3 separate regions of the Callithrix jacchus genome follow, and all the other regions are linked to region 2. The links are chromatin contacts, called in public Hi-C maps. All regions are on one chromosome and are shown on one strand. The core of a region is the stretch at or near the end of the contact, and the rest is flanking DNA. Distances in the headings are between cores, read along the strand shown.

What was found. A called contact is a pair of places that touch in the nucleus more often than the background predicts.
Region 1: a Hi-C map of skeletal muscle shows a contact between it and region 2, with 17 times the contacts expected there. The contact joins two enhancer-like sites. A contact is called at or near these places in 2 of 3 Hi-C or Micro-C datasets (both in skeletal muscle).
Region 3: a contact with region 2 is called in a Hi-C map of skeletal muscle, with 4 times the contacts expected there. The contact joins two enhancer-like sites. A contact is called at or near these places in 2 of 3 Hi-C or Micro-C datasets (induced pluripotent stem cells and skeletal muscle).

What each region holds. Positions count from the first base shown.
Region 1 is chr1:203,495,274-203,499,288 of calJac240_pri, forward strand. SYN3 (synapsin III) reads left to right here. Exons shown (of 16, transcript XM_078339168.1): 12 at 571-673. Among named protein-coding and RNA genes, the nearest start is that of FBXO7, 50 kb to the right of the region's middle. Within about 2 kb of position 1,933, at least 7 of the 16 cell types and tissues checked have an H3K27ac peak or open chromatin away from gene starts, as enhancers often do. A contact at or near this core is called in skeletal muscle, where this site is marked.
Region 2 is chr1:203,083,984-203,088,342 of calJac240_pri, forward strand. The region is part of intron 2 of SYN3 (synapsin III); the gene reads left to right. Among named protein-coding and RNA genes, the nearest start is that of SYN3, 68 kb to the left of the region's middle. Within about 2 kb of position 2,873, at least 1 of the 16 cell types and tissues checked has an H3K27ac peak or open chromatin away from gene starts, as enhancers often do. A contact at or near this core is called in skeletal muscle, where this site is marked.
Region 3 is chr1:203,380,980-203,385,048 of calJac240_pri, forward strand. The region is part of intron 7 of SYN3 (synapsin III); the gene reads left to right. Among named protein-coding and RNA genes, the nearest start is that of TIMP3, 120 kb to the left of the region's middle. Within about 2 kb of position 1,917, at least 2 of the 16 cell types and tissues checked have an H3K27ac peak or open chromatin away from gene starts, as enhancers often do. A contact at or near this core is called in skeletal muscle, where this site is marked.

The DNA.
Region 1 (4,015 bases), core at 683-3,182, 410 kb after region 2:
CAGCCTGCCAGGCTCCCCAGCCTAACCGCCCCGGGCCAGGGGAAAATGCACCCTTTGTTCCCCACAGCCTTTGGTCCAGCCAGGGCTGGGACTGGAAGGGCAGCCTGGGAGGGATTTCTGGAGCCCTTAGAGCAGCTTTCCCAAGGGAAAAGAGACACAGGTGGCTGAGTGTCTGGGATGGCTCTGGATGGGGGCGAGGCAAGCTCCCCATTACTGTAGAGCCAGCAAGTCCTGGGGTTGGGGGAGATCTCTCCCAAATGTGGTTCCTTGTCTTCCTCGCCCTGCCTATCTCCCCTCCTTCTTGGCTCTCTCTTGTTCTTTCTCTGGGTCTCTCTCTCACTGTCATCTGTGTCCCTGCCTCCCTCCCTCCCTCTCTGTCTCTGAGTCTTGCACTCCAACTCTCTCTCTGTCTTTCTGTCTCTCTTGCTGCTTCTCTGCCTCTCTCCATCTCTGGATGTGTGTGTCACTGTCTCTCCCTGCCTGTTTTTCTATGTGAATCAACTTCTCTCCCTCTACCCCACTTCCCCACTTTCCCAGGCCACTTCACTGTCTGTCCATCTGTCCCTGCAGGTACAGGCTGTGGGTGGACAGCTGCTCGGAGATGTTTGGCGGCCTGGACATCTGTGCTGTCAAGGCCGTCCACAGCAAGGACGGCAGAGATTACATCATAGAGGTGAGAGATGAAGTAGGCAGTCCTCCTGGCTGGTCCAGCCTGGCAGGCGTGCCAGCAGGAGGGAATCCCAGCATGGTCTTTGGCACCATCAGCTGTGTCCTGGCTCTGGGGCACATGCAGCCCAGGTCTCAGTGAGCTGCTTCTGGAGGCTCCTTCTCACACTTAGAGGCATCGAAAGCCTTCATGCCATGACTCAAAACTGAGCCGGGAGACCTCTGGGCATGAGGTTTAACAACGTCCCCAACTCCCAGGCCTAAGGGAAGGGAGAGAGCATCTGGCCAAGTGTCAGCAGGATTCTGTCCCATGAGGCCCCTTCCATTTCCTCAGTGTCCAAGCATGTAAAATGGGCACCCATCCTTGGTCACCATACAAAGAGTCTATCATTTGTTCATTCAACAAACATGACTTTAGGGGGCTCCCATGGGCTAGGCATGGGTGTGGCTCTGGGGATGCAGCATGGACATGATAGACAGGGGGTGCACAGGCTGGTAGGGAAGAGGGTGAGAAACAGTGGCCGAGCATTGAGGGTTTGGAAGAAGGCTGGAGTGGTGCAGGGATATGAATAGAGGGAAAGATGTAGGGAAACAGAATGGTAAGAGAGGGCTCACAGAGGGGCTGTGAGTCCTGGACTCTCTCAAGACCCTCCCAATCCTCCAGCCTCCCATCCCTGCTGCTTCCTCTCCATGCTTCCCTGAATCCCACCACCCCCCACCTCACCTCCATGTCCTTCTGGTGTCTCTCAGGATCCCACAACCCTCCCATCCCCTCCCCAGCCCCTCTTCCCTGCCCCCTACCCCACACCCCATGGCTCTCCACCTCCCCTGCTTTCCCCTGAAAAGGCCCCTCTGGCCTCTCCCACCTCTATAACTTCCCATGTCCACACTCTCAGCCCCAGCTCTGCTCTCAGCCCTCTCCTCCCATGGGCGGTGCTAACGCAAGGCCAGGACACGTGAGGGAGAGCCCTGTGGCTGTCCCCTCCCTGGGGCGTGGGCGGCTAATGGGAAGCACATGGCTGGGGTAACCACAGGAGCCAGCTGGTCCTCTCGTCCCTCATGTCTACCTCACTCCCCAGGGGCCCACGGCTGAGCAGGACCAGGTGACTCAGTGGGTGGGAGCCCAGCCATGCCAGAAGGGTGTTCATGCCCAGGCCTTGGAGGTAGGAGGAGGGAGTCCAGGATGAACACAGCTCTGTCTCCTCCCCAGAGAGGCCAGGAGGCTCCTGCAGGAAGAGCTGCATCTGTATTAGTAGACCCAGTCCCACTCTGGAGAACAGCTCTCTTCTCAAGGCCGGGAATGGCCTTCCCTCCAGCTGCCACACCTGAAACTCCCCCAGTAGCCCCTTCTCCGAGGAGCCATGGAAGGGGCTGGGAACAGATTCCTTGACCTGTATTCCTCCTCCCAGGAGGAGCTGGTCCCCACCTTCCTGGGGATACCGTGGGAGCTTCAGACCAGAGGTAGGGCCAGAACCACCAGCACAGCAGCTCCTAAGACCCCACCCAGCCCTCCTTCCTCTGCATCCCCTCACGGGGACCACCAGACATGAACCCAGATTTGGCACACAAGCCCTCATTCACTGATTCACTGAGCCGCTGCTCTGGGAGCCAGCCCCCACGCCGGTGAACACAGTACAATGGCAAACACAGGGGCAGGGGCCTGTCTCCTGGAGCTCCTGGACTCCCCTGACCCCCAAAAGCCAGCTCCTCCCTTGCACCAGCACTCTCTTTGAGCTCCTGCCTCTCCGAGTCTCAGCTTTCACGCTTAGGAAAAAAAAAAAAAATTCTGTGCTCATGGGCCCAGGCTTCCTGCCTTTAGCCATTCAGAGGGTTGGGGATGAAAGACCTTTCACATTTAAAAAAAAAAAAAAAGTAAAAGTAGTGGGCTTGGACTTCAAAAAACAAGAAAACAACATCTCCCAAAAATGTTCCAGAGGAAAAATGAAAGATAGCTTTTCAGATTTTTTTCCCCCACAAAAACATTGCAGAGCTGTTTCCTTTGCTTTTGAGTTTGGAGTGGGGTCAGGGGAGATGGGAAGCTTGTTACCAGAAATATAAAAGGTATTTTCCCCCAGTTAGGGGAAAAAAAAGGCAGAAGAGGTCCCAAAACACTGGTTTCTTCAGCCACCTCTGTGATGAGAACAGAAAATGTGTGTGAAATGTTTTGTGAAGAGCCTCACAGTGAAATACTCATGGGGAAAGACCCTTGAACTTGTCCTCTCTGACCTGTCCGGGGAATGACTTGGCTCACTGGAAAATGTTTCCCTGGGGAGACCAGCACAGCCACTTCCTTTGGCCGTGTCTACCCTGGGGATTCCAAAATGAACCTCAGCTTCCTTGTGGCTGTTTTCCACTGCAAGGAATGTAGGAAACAGACTGGAGTAAAATGGGGTGGGCAGGGCAGGGGGAGAGAGGACAGGCAGCCTGCAGGAAGCCTGTGTACCTTCGGGGCAGACTCCACAGTCAGAGCTCAGCCAGTGGTGACTGAGAGACTGTCCCTGTTGGGGGCACTGGGATCCCAGAGTCCCGAATCTCAGGTACCACCTGCACAGAGCTCAGGACTCTTCTAGAAGTAGTATTCACTTTCTGAAGCTAGCCTTTCAGTTTCCTAATCAAAGTGGGTGCTTAAACTCACAGATCCCTGCAAGTCCTAGCTGGAAGGGTCTTAGCAGCTGCCCAAACCCCTCAGTTCACTGTTGAGAAAAAAAATAGGCCTGTAGAGGAAAAGAAACTTGCTCAAGACCACACAGCAAGTCCACCACAGAAGCTAAGCCTGGAACCCAGGTTCCCTCTTCCCAGTTCTTACCCTGGTGTGCTGCTCCAATGGTTAGTGGGAATTAGCCTGATGCAGTGGGAGGAACATGGGTTCTGGATGCTGTGTCCTTGACCTTGCCACTTCTTTGACCCTCTGCTTCCTTATCATTACAATGAGGATAATAGTACCTGCCTCAAAGAGCTATTCTGAGGTTTATTAGAGATCCTCCATACCTGATGCTTAGAATAGTGCATAGCACATCGGAAGTCCCCCATAAAATACAGCGCTTCTTAGTATCCTTATCCTTATGAGCAGGGCTTATTGCAAGGGCCTCTTATTCCTCCACTACACAGATATCTACTGGCAGCACACCTGTTTAACAGGATGCAGGCCCATGCCTGACCTTGGGGGCTCACAGTCTGATTGTGGAGACATAGTAAGCAGGGGGTGACAGTGCTGTGGATAAGCTGTCCAGTGTGAAACCAAGTGAGGCCGGCACACTACAGATGTGAGGTGGCTCATAGAGCTTGCACAGTCAGAAAGGGCTTCCTGGAGGAAGACCTACTTAACCGTTCCCTGCTGGATGAAAAGGAG
Region 2 (4,359 bases), core at 1,623-4,122:
GTCTCCCCTGCTTCTGCCTGGGACACAAATCAGCAATTGAAATGTTGCATCAGGAACATGAAAATCTCTATCTCTACCCTAGCCCCTGTGAGGGTGACCTGTGGAGAGACAGCTATGCCTGGGACAGGATACTCCTGACCTCTCCTTCCTTGGAAGGACATCACCAAGCCCTGGCTGCATTGACTCTACATACAGGATCAACTTGTTGGGGGAAAAAAGGCCTGTTTGAACACAGTTAGATCCTGTTTGTACAAATTCTCCTTCTGTCCCTGCTGCAGCCACAAAAGAGCCCCGTACCCATTCCTCATCAGTCTCTCTCGTACACACATCCCACCTCCCCCAACTAGGGATTTCCCACCCCAGGCAGCACCGGTTTTATGATATTCTTCTTCCTAGGGCCTCAGATGTGGCAGTAAAATATGAGGCCACCCACAGAGACAGAATCTTCATGGAATCCAGAGCTCCCCCCACCTTCTTTCCCAGGCCAAGGACTTGATTGATTGGCTGAGGTATTCAGGGAGCTCGTTATGAGATTGAACATATTAGAGCATGAGGAAAGGAGACAGCCATGAGAGACAAAGCCCTTAGACACAGCAGGTCCATCCATTTTGCCTGAGGTCAAACAGCCAGTCAATTACAGAGGCAGCAACCCCAGCCCCCAAAGGCATCTAGAATTCCAGACCATCCCTACTCTTCCCTCTGCCAGACAGAACCATTTAGAGGTGGCTCAAGCCTGAATGAGCCCCCAGCAAGGAGGCAGCAGTCTGTGTGGCCCATCAGGAGACAGACTTCTGACTTGCAGCCAGGCAGGGGGATGGACTGCCTGACCCTCAGCTTCAGCCCCAGTCTGTCTGCCAGGCCCTGCGGTAAACATTCCAGAGATGGGCAAAACAAATGTTTCTCCTGGGAAGGTGAGGCCTCATTGAGACCACAGCTGCTTGGGTGGTATTAGTAGTAGTGCAAAGTGCTTTGGGTTCCAGGTTAGAATCAAGTTGAGGGCTGCCAGTTGTGTAGGTTGGCCTCAGAACATGCCCCCACATCGCAATGGCTGTAGATCTGTAAATTTATTACATTGGTGTGCCAGTAGATGGCAGTCAAGTGTCTCCAGGAAAGGCCACCCTACAGACAGTTGTTCTTTACGGGGTCAGCAAACATTTGTTAAGCCTATGTCCTCGGCCCTAGCTCATAATGCCGGATATTGGAGACACATTGAGCATTGAGACTCAGTTTCTAGTTTCCAGGAGCTCATAGACTAGATGTTTGGGGGCAGAGGATGGATAAGTGATGCGTAGTGACAACGTGGAGTGGTAAGGGCTGGAATGTCTGTCAGTGCACCGTCCTGTAGGAAGGGAGGACACTCAGCTCAGCCAGGGAAGGGGTGCTATCAAGGAATACTCAGCAGAGTAGATATCACTCATGGGGATCTTGGAACACGAGAAAGAGGCAACCAAAGAAGCGCCAAGCAGAGAGGATGGCCTGTGCAGAGGCTTAGAGGCATGACAGCACAGGGAGTATTTAGAGAAGCGCAGGAAGTTGAATGTGGCCATGAGGTAGACGGAAGTGAAAGGGGTAAGTGGACCCCAGCCAGCAGGCTCCAGATGATGAAGGATGCCAGGGCTCTGGACTGGATCCAAAAAACCTAAAGATCACTTAGAGAGTATCTCCAGGAGAGGCTGGAAATTCTTCCATCTAGTGTTTGAATACCCAGATCACTCATGTGACTTTGAGCAGAGACTTCTCCATCTGGAACATATGGGGAGTGATCCCTGCCCTACCACCCCTCAGGGTTGGCATGAAGGTCAAATAGGAAGAAGGATGTGAAGGGGCTGGCTGTCCTTATAGACCAAGGCCACCTCTTTATCCCCATCACCAGCCATCATTCCTTGCACTTCTGGTACAGATCAAAGTGAGGTGAACCATAATTCTGCTTTGTCATCCTCAAGAGGGTAAGATTGCTTTGTTTATTTGTGGGTCCCCACAACGCAGCCCCCACTAGGCACAGGGTAAACACTCGATAGCTCTTTGCTGTTGTGGATTCTGTATCAGGCTGTGGGCTATACACTTTGGAGCTTACTATATGCCAGGGACTATTTTAAGTGTTTTGTATGTCTTATTCCATGTAATCCTCATAACAACTCTGTGAGGTAGCTGCTACTATTATCATTTTCTAAGTGTAGAAACTGAGGCATGTGGAGTTTGACTTACCCAAGCTTGCACAAGTGAGTGGAGGAGTTGGGGTCGTATCCAGGCTCTCTGTCCTGAATCCACTGTGTTTTCCTCCTTGTTGCATAGAGGATTAAGTCACTTTCTTACCACACCCTTCCCTGGTTGTGACTATCACCACTTGACAAATGAGGAAACTGAAGGCTAAGTGTCTTGTCTTAGAACACATGGTCAGCAAATAGCAGAGCTAAGATTTTGCCCAAGCCCGTATGATTGCAAATCCATGTTTTTTTCCAGTATGCTAGTGATTGTAATCATAGGTTACCATTCCCATTTCCAGGCCCAGCCAGTACTTCTTTTAAATTTGGAGCTTGGATTAAAAGCAAATGACTTGTTTAAATCCAAGAGGGACACCTACCTTGGATCCTGCTCTGGCCCTTATTAGCCACACCTCTCTTGACAGGACGAGGAGTTAGGACAGAGGGGATGTACCTACAAAGACCCTGCAAATTGTACTCTTAGGCCCTGACCTGTGTACCCAAACTCTAGAATTTCCTCCTCAAAGAGACCTTAGCTCAACTTCAGGTCCTATATAAGGCCAATTCCTTGGTCCAACCTTTATGGGGTGGCCAAGGACAACCATTTGGGGAGGGGAAGGGAGTAGAAGAAGCTTGGCCACGTGGTCTGGGCCATCTACATACCCCCACCAGGAGCCTCAATGGTGCAGGACAGAGGAGAGTGGGTGGAGAATTAGGGAGGATCTTGGGTAAGGTCTGAGAACCAAAAGGTGTCAATCCCCATGCTGCCATGTGCTGGGTAGAGTGCAAAAAATTCTGAGAAGTCTACATTCTGAGTCTTTAAGGTCATTATGAAGTTGTGTCTGTCAAGGAAGGGAGACAGACATCTTTTATTCGAATGTTTGCTGGCTTGATTTTGTCAATTTTAAATATTAGACATATGACACATAGGTTTCCATTTGTTGCTTTGCCCCAGATGCTGCAAATACTAGACATGGACCTGTCCTGGTGTCTGGAATTTGCTGATACTACCTTTAAGGATTCCTGATAAAGTTCACAAACCGTGTGAAAAGATTCTCTTTGCATGAGGCTGTCCACACAGGTATTTTATTGAAGACCATTGCTGAGAGAAAAAAATAAAAATCTTGCTTCTGAGTCCCACTAATAGTTCCTTTCCTACTAAAGTCCTGCCTAGTTGACATCTAAGCCCATCAGGATATAAGAAAAAGTGGTGCTAATATCAGAGCTGTCAGTCAGTCTTGGGGAGAAATTAACTCCACCGTCATCAGCTAAGAATAGGTAGAGAGACTTTGGAAGCAGACAGGCTGAAGCAGTTAGTGAATTCATAGAAAGGATTCTTTCACAAATGGAAGGCTAAAAAAATGGCTGATGATACCAATCTTCCAAGGAAAAGAATAGAAGACTAAGAAGATTCTTTAATGCTTAAAAAATTATCCATTAGATATCATCATGTGGCTGCACCCAGCTGATGGGAGCATTGGGATGCACATTTTTATGTACCAGTCTGTAAACTCTCTTACTGCGGAAAAAGGAGAGAATGAATATTAGGAAGCAAAGAGCTGTCTCCGTACCAGAGAAGGTTTGTGGAAATGCTTAACACCATGCCCAGTTCACAGCAAGTCACCAAGAACTATTAGTGTCATCATACCAATAATCAAAAAGAGAAAATGGAAACTTTTGTTACTTTTTGTGAGATGATATCTAAACCCAGAAAGACCCCAATTTTCACTGCTATTTTTCAGAGATGAGCAAAAGCACAAATATGCAATTAGAAGTCCTGGGTTCAAATCCCTTAGGCAAAGTATTTAGTCTCTCAGGGTTTCAGTTTCTTCATCTATAGGTTGGAAATAATAATACCTACTTCATGGTGGTAGTTGTGAGCGTTAAATGAGAAAGGCTGTAGGTTAAACTCTATAGCAGAGTTTCAGGCACAGAGTTGGTACTCAACAAGTGTTTTTTCATTGGTCCCTTTACTCATGTATTCATTCAACAAATACTAATTGAGCTCCTACTAAGTGTTAAGCACTCTGGTAGGTGTTGGGAAGAAAATGATGAAGACAATAGGTTGTTTTTGACCTCAAGGAGCTGTATTATAGTTTAGTGATACACAGGCATTAAACACAGTTACTAATTATAATTAATTATAGTTGTAATAAAT
Region 3 (4,069 bases), core at 667-3,166, 300 kb after region 2:
ATGACAGCCCTTCTCTTTTCTCTGATGCCTAATTTGCATACACTAGTGTTTATGACTTCAAACTAGAGAAGTAATGTTTAAAGCTAGAGAAGATATAATGAACCTTACTTGGAGGTTGGGACCAAATGGATCCCTTGGAGAATTCAGGAATAGACCATGGGGTTCCATTTTTCTCTTCCCAAAGATTTTTCTCCCTAATCCTCATCAACCTGCTGCCCCATAAGGAATGACAAGCTAGAAAGCTCCCCCAACACATGTCAGAGTGTGTCACTCCTCTATTAAAAACCTCTCAATGGTTTATCATCTTATTGTAAAAAACGGCCCAAACCAAACAAACAGCAAAGCAGCCACAGAGCCTGAGAGCAGTCAGCCCAGGGTTTTAGGACCTTACCCGTTTTGTCCCCTTTGTCCACTCTTTCACTCTGCTCTGGCAGAAAAGAAAGAGTTTCTTTTCTTTTCAGATAAGAAAACTGAGAATGCAATGAAAGCAACAAGCTAGAAGGAGCTTGACTCCCTGAGGTCTTCATGGAACAGTGCCATTATACTAACCCAAAAAATTTTATTATCCCACCCCTATTTTATTAGAGAAAAATATCCCCTGATAAGACCCTTATAAGAGCAAGTCTGATTCACTCCTCATTTTTTTTTTGAGAGTCTTGCTCTGTTACCTAGGCTGCCAGTCTGGAGTGCAGTGGCACAATCTCGGTTCACTGCAACATCTGCCTCCCAGGTTCAAGTGATCCTCCTGCCCAGCCTCTTGAGTAGCTGGTAGTACAGGCATGTGCCATTGCACCCAGCTAAATTATGTCCCTTTTTGTCTTATTCGCAGACTTAAGAGCCAAATCTCAGGCAGGGCAACATACAATCTCTCTTCCTTCCTCCCTTCCTTACTTTCTTCTTTCATTACGTCTTCCTCACTCACTCACTCCCTTCCTCCCTTACTTCCTTCTTCATTCCTTCTTCTTCCCTCCCTCCATTTTCCCCTTTCTTTCTTCTCTCCTTCCTTCCAGGATGTTTTCTGTAAGACTGAAGGGATTATACTATGCATATCATTTGACACTTAGTTTTTTCAAGATGACAAATATCTTGACATATTTTTTCCATCAGCCTGCAGTAGCCTATGGTACTAAAGTTTATTAAACGAGCCCCTGTTGATCATAGAAAAGTGTTGCAAAGTCGTGGCATGCGTGTCTTTGCACCCTTGCTCAGGTTCTGGGTAGGACAAGTTCCTTGAAATGGATTGCTGGGTCAAAGGGGATGCACATTTCAATTTGCCAAATTGCTGGGTTGCCTTCCAAATACATACCACTGTATACTTTGGTGTGTGTTCATTTTAATCTCTGTAATACATCATATAAGAGAGCTCTCCTTCTGCATTTTGCTTAGTTTTTTGGAAAAGTAAAAGTCAATTCAGGTCGGGAAAGGAGAAGATTGGGGAAGGCTTCCATGAGGAGGTCACTTTTCAACCAGACCTTGAAGGATGGCATGGTATTCAGAGAAACAGACAAAGGACATTCCAGGTAGAGGCTGGAATATGGAGTCAAAGACATTCTTGGAGCTTTGTCGAGGTGGGGAGGTAGTTCATTATTCTTTGGTAAATTCTTGGCCATAATGTTACTTAGACCACAGCCCACTACAAGGCAGATTTAGATACTTGAACAAAACAGACAAACAAGCGATCACATTTCAACAGGGGGAAACAGACAATAAACAGAAAATAAAGTCAACTAGATGGCATGTTAGATGGAGATAAGTGCTTTGGGAGTAAAAATCAGGGATAGGAGATGGGTAATGTTCATGGGGAGCAAAAGGGGCTGCTGTGTTAAACAAGGTAACTAGAAAAGGCCTCATGAGAGGGTGATAATGACCCATAGCAAGTGAAGGAAGGAGCCTTCCAGATTCCTGGGGAAGAGCATTCCAGGGAGAGGGGCAGCAGTGACAAAGGGCCTGAGGTGGGAGAGTCCTCAGTGAATTAGGAGAACAAGAAGGTCACATGGCCAGAGCAGAGTGAAAGAGTGGACAAAGGGGACAAAAAAGATAAGGTCCTAAAACCCTGGGGGCTGACTGCTATCAGGTTCTGTGGCTGCTTTGCTGTTTGTTTGGTTTGGGCCGTTTTTTAGAATAAGATGATAAACCATTGAGAGGTTTTTAATAGAGGACTGACACACTCTGACATGTGGTTCAAGGAGATCCTTCTGTGTAAGAGAGAGATAAGGACCAAAATGAGACCAATCCAAAGGTTACTGGCATAATGCAGGTAACTTGGACCAAGGTGAAGCAGTAATGGTAGTGGAAAATTACCATATTCTGAATGTATTTTGAAGGTAGAGTCTTTAGGATTTGCTCATGAATTGGGTGTGAGGTGTAAGAGATGAGGAAGCATCAAGATAGCTGTAGAGTTTTGACCTGATGCTGCCATTAACGGAAGTAGAACTCAGTTTGGAGCTGGGGAGAGTCAAAGGCTCAGTTACAGATATTAATGTGTGGTTTCTTTAGACATCAGAGTGCTGTCAAGTAAGCAGTTGGACATGTTAGAACAAATTCAGGGAGAGGTCAGGGCTAGAAATATAAACAGATGAGTCATCAGCATATAGATAGCATTAAGAGTCATTAGGCTACATGAGGTTACCAAAGGAATGAGCATGGACAGAAAAAGAGAAAAGGTCTGAGAGTTGACCCCTGAGACACTGTTACAAAGTCAGGAAGGTGGGAGCGGGGAGCCTGTGATGGGGACCAGCTAGCAAGGTAGGACATTGGGTCCTAAAGGCCAAAAGACATGAGCTAGCAAGGTAGGACATTGGATCCTAAAGGTCTAAAAGACATGAGTGTTTGATAGAAGAGCATGTGATTAAACACTGCTGCTGACTATTTGCAACTGCAGAAATACGAAACCAGCCCAAAGGCTCATTAATCAACGAGATTAATGGATAAAAATCTGTGGTATATACCATGGCATACTACTCAGCCATAAAAAGGAATAAAATAATGGCATTTGCAACAACCTGGAATTGGAAACCATTATTCTAAATGAAGTAACTTGGGAATGGAAAACCAAACATCATATGTTCTCACTCATGAGTGGGAGCTAAGCTATGAGGATGTAAAGGCGTAAGAATGATACAATGGGCCAGGTGCAGTGGCACATCCCTGTAATCCCAGCACTTTGGGAGGCCAAGGCAGGTGGATCACCTGAGACCAGGAGTTCAAGACCAGCCTGGCCAAAATGACAAAACCCTGTCTCTATTAAAAATACAAAAATTAGTTAGGTATGGTGGCACATGTCTGTAGTCCCAGGTATGTGGGAGGTTGAGGCATGAGAATGCCTTGAACCAGGAGGCAGAGGTGGTGGCGAGCCAAGATGGTGCCATTGCACTCTAACGTGGGTGACAGAGCAGGCTCTGTCAAAAAAAAAAAGAATTATACAAGGGACTTTGGGGATTTGGAAGGAAAGGGTGGGAGGGGTTGAGGGATAAAAGACTACGAATAGAGTACAGTGTATACTGCTTAGGTGATGGATGCACCAAAATCTCAGATATCACCACTGAAGAACTTATCTATGTAACCAAACACCTCCTGTTCCCCCCAAAACCTATGGAAATGCAAAATAATAAATAAATAAATACTGCTGTTAGGTCAGGAAAAACAAGGACTAAAATGCTGACCACTTGATTTTCCCCTGAAAATAATTTATTACTTTTAACCAACTGCTGGTCAAGTCTCCCTAGCCTTGGATGGAAGTCATATCACTTTGCACATCATCAGCCAAGGACTGATTGAATGGTTTCACTTGCAAAGGGGAAATCTTATCTCCTAGTCATGAGGTGGGATTTCTGACAGAAGGAAGAGCATATATTAGGTGAAGAAAGCTAGACTAGGAAGGAATGGAGACAGCATGGGCACCAGTCTTGGTTTATCTACTTGCTCCCTGTGTGACCTTAATATCCTCTGCAGCTCTCTGCATCTTCACATGAAATATGGTGGGTGGTGAGCAGAGCAGGGTTCCCTGAGACACTTTTCATAGTCTCTTCCCAAGCCTAAAATTCAAAGACATTTTACTTTCTCAGTCAGG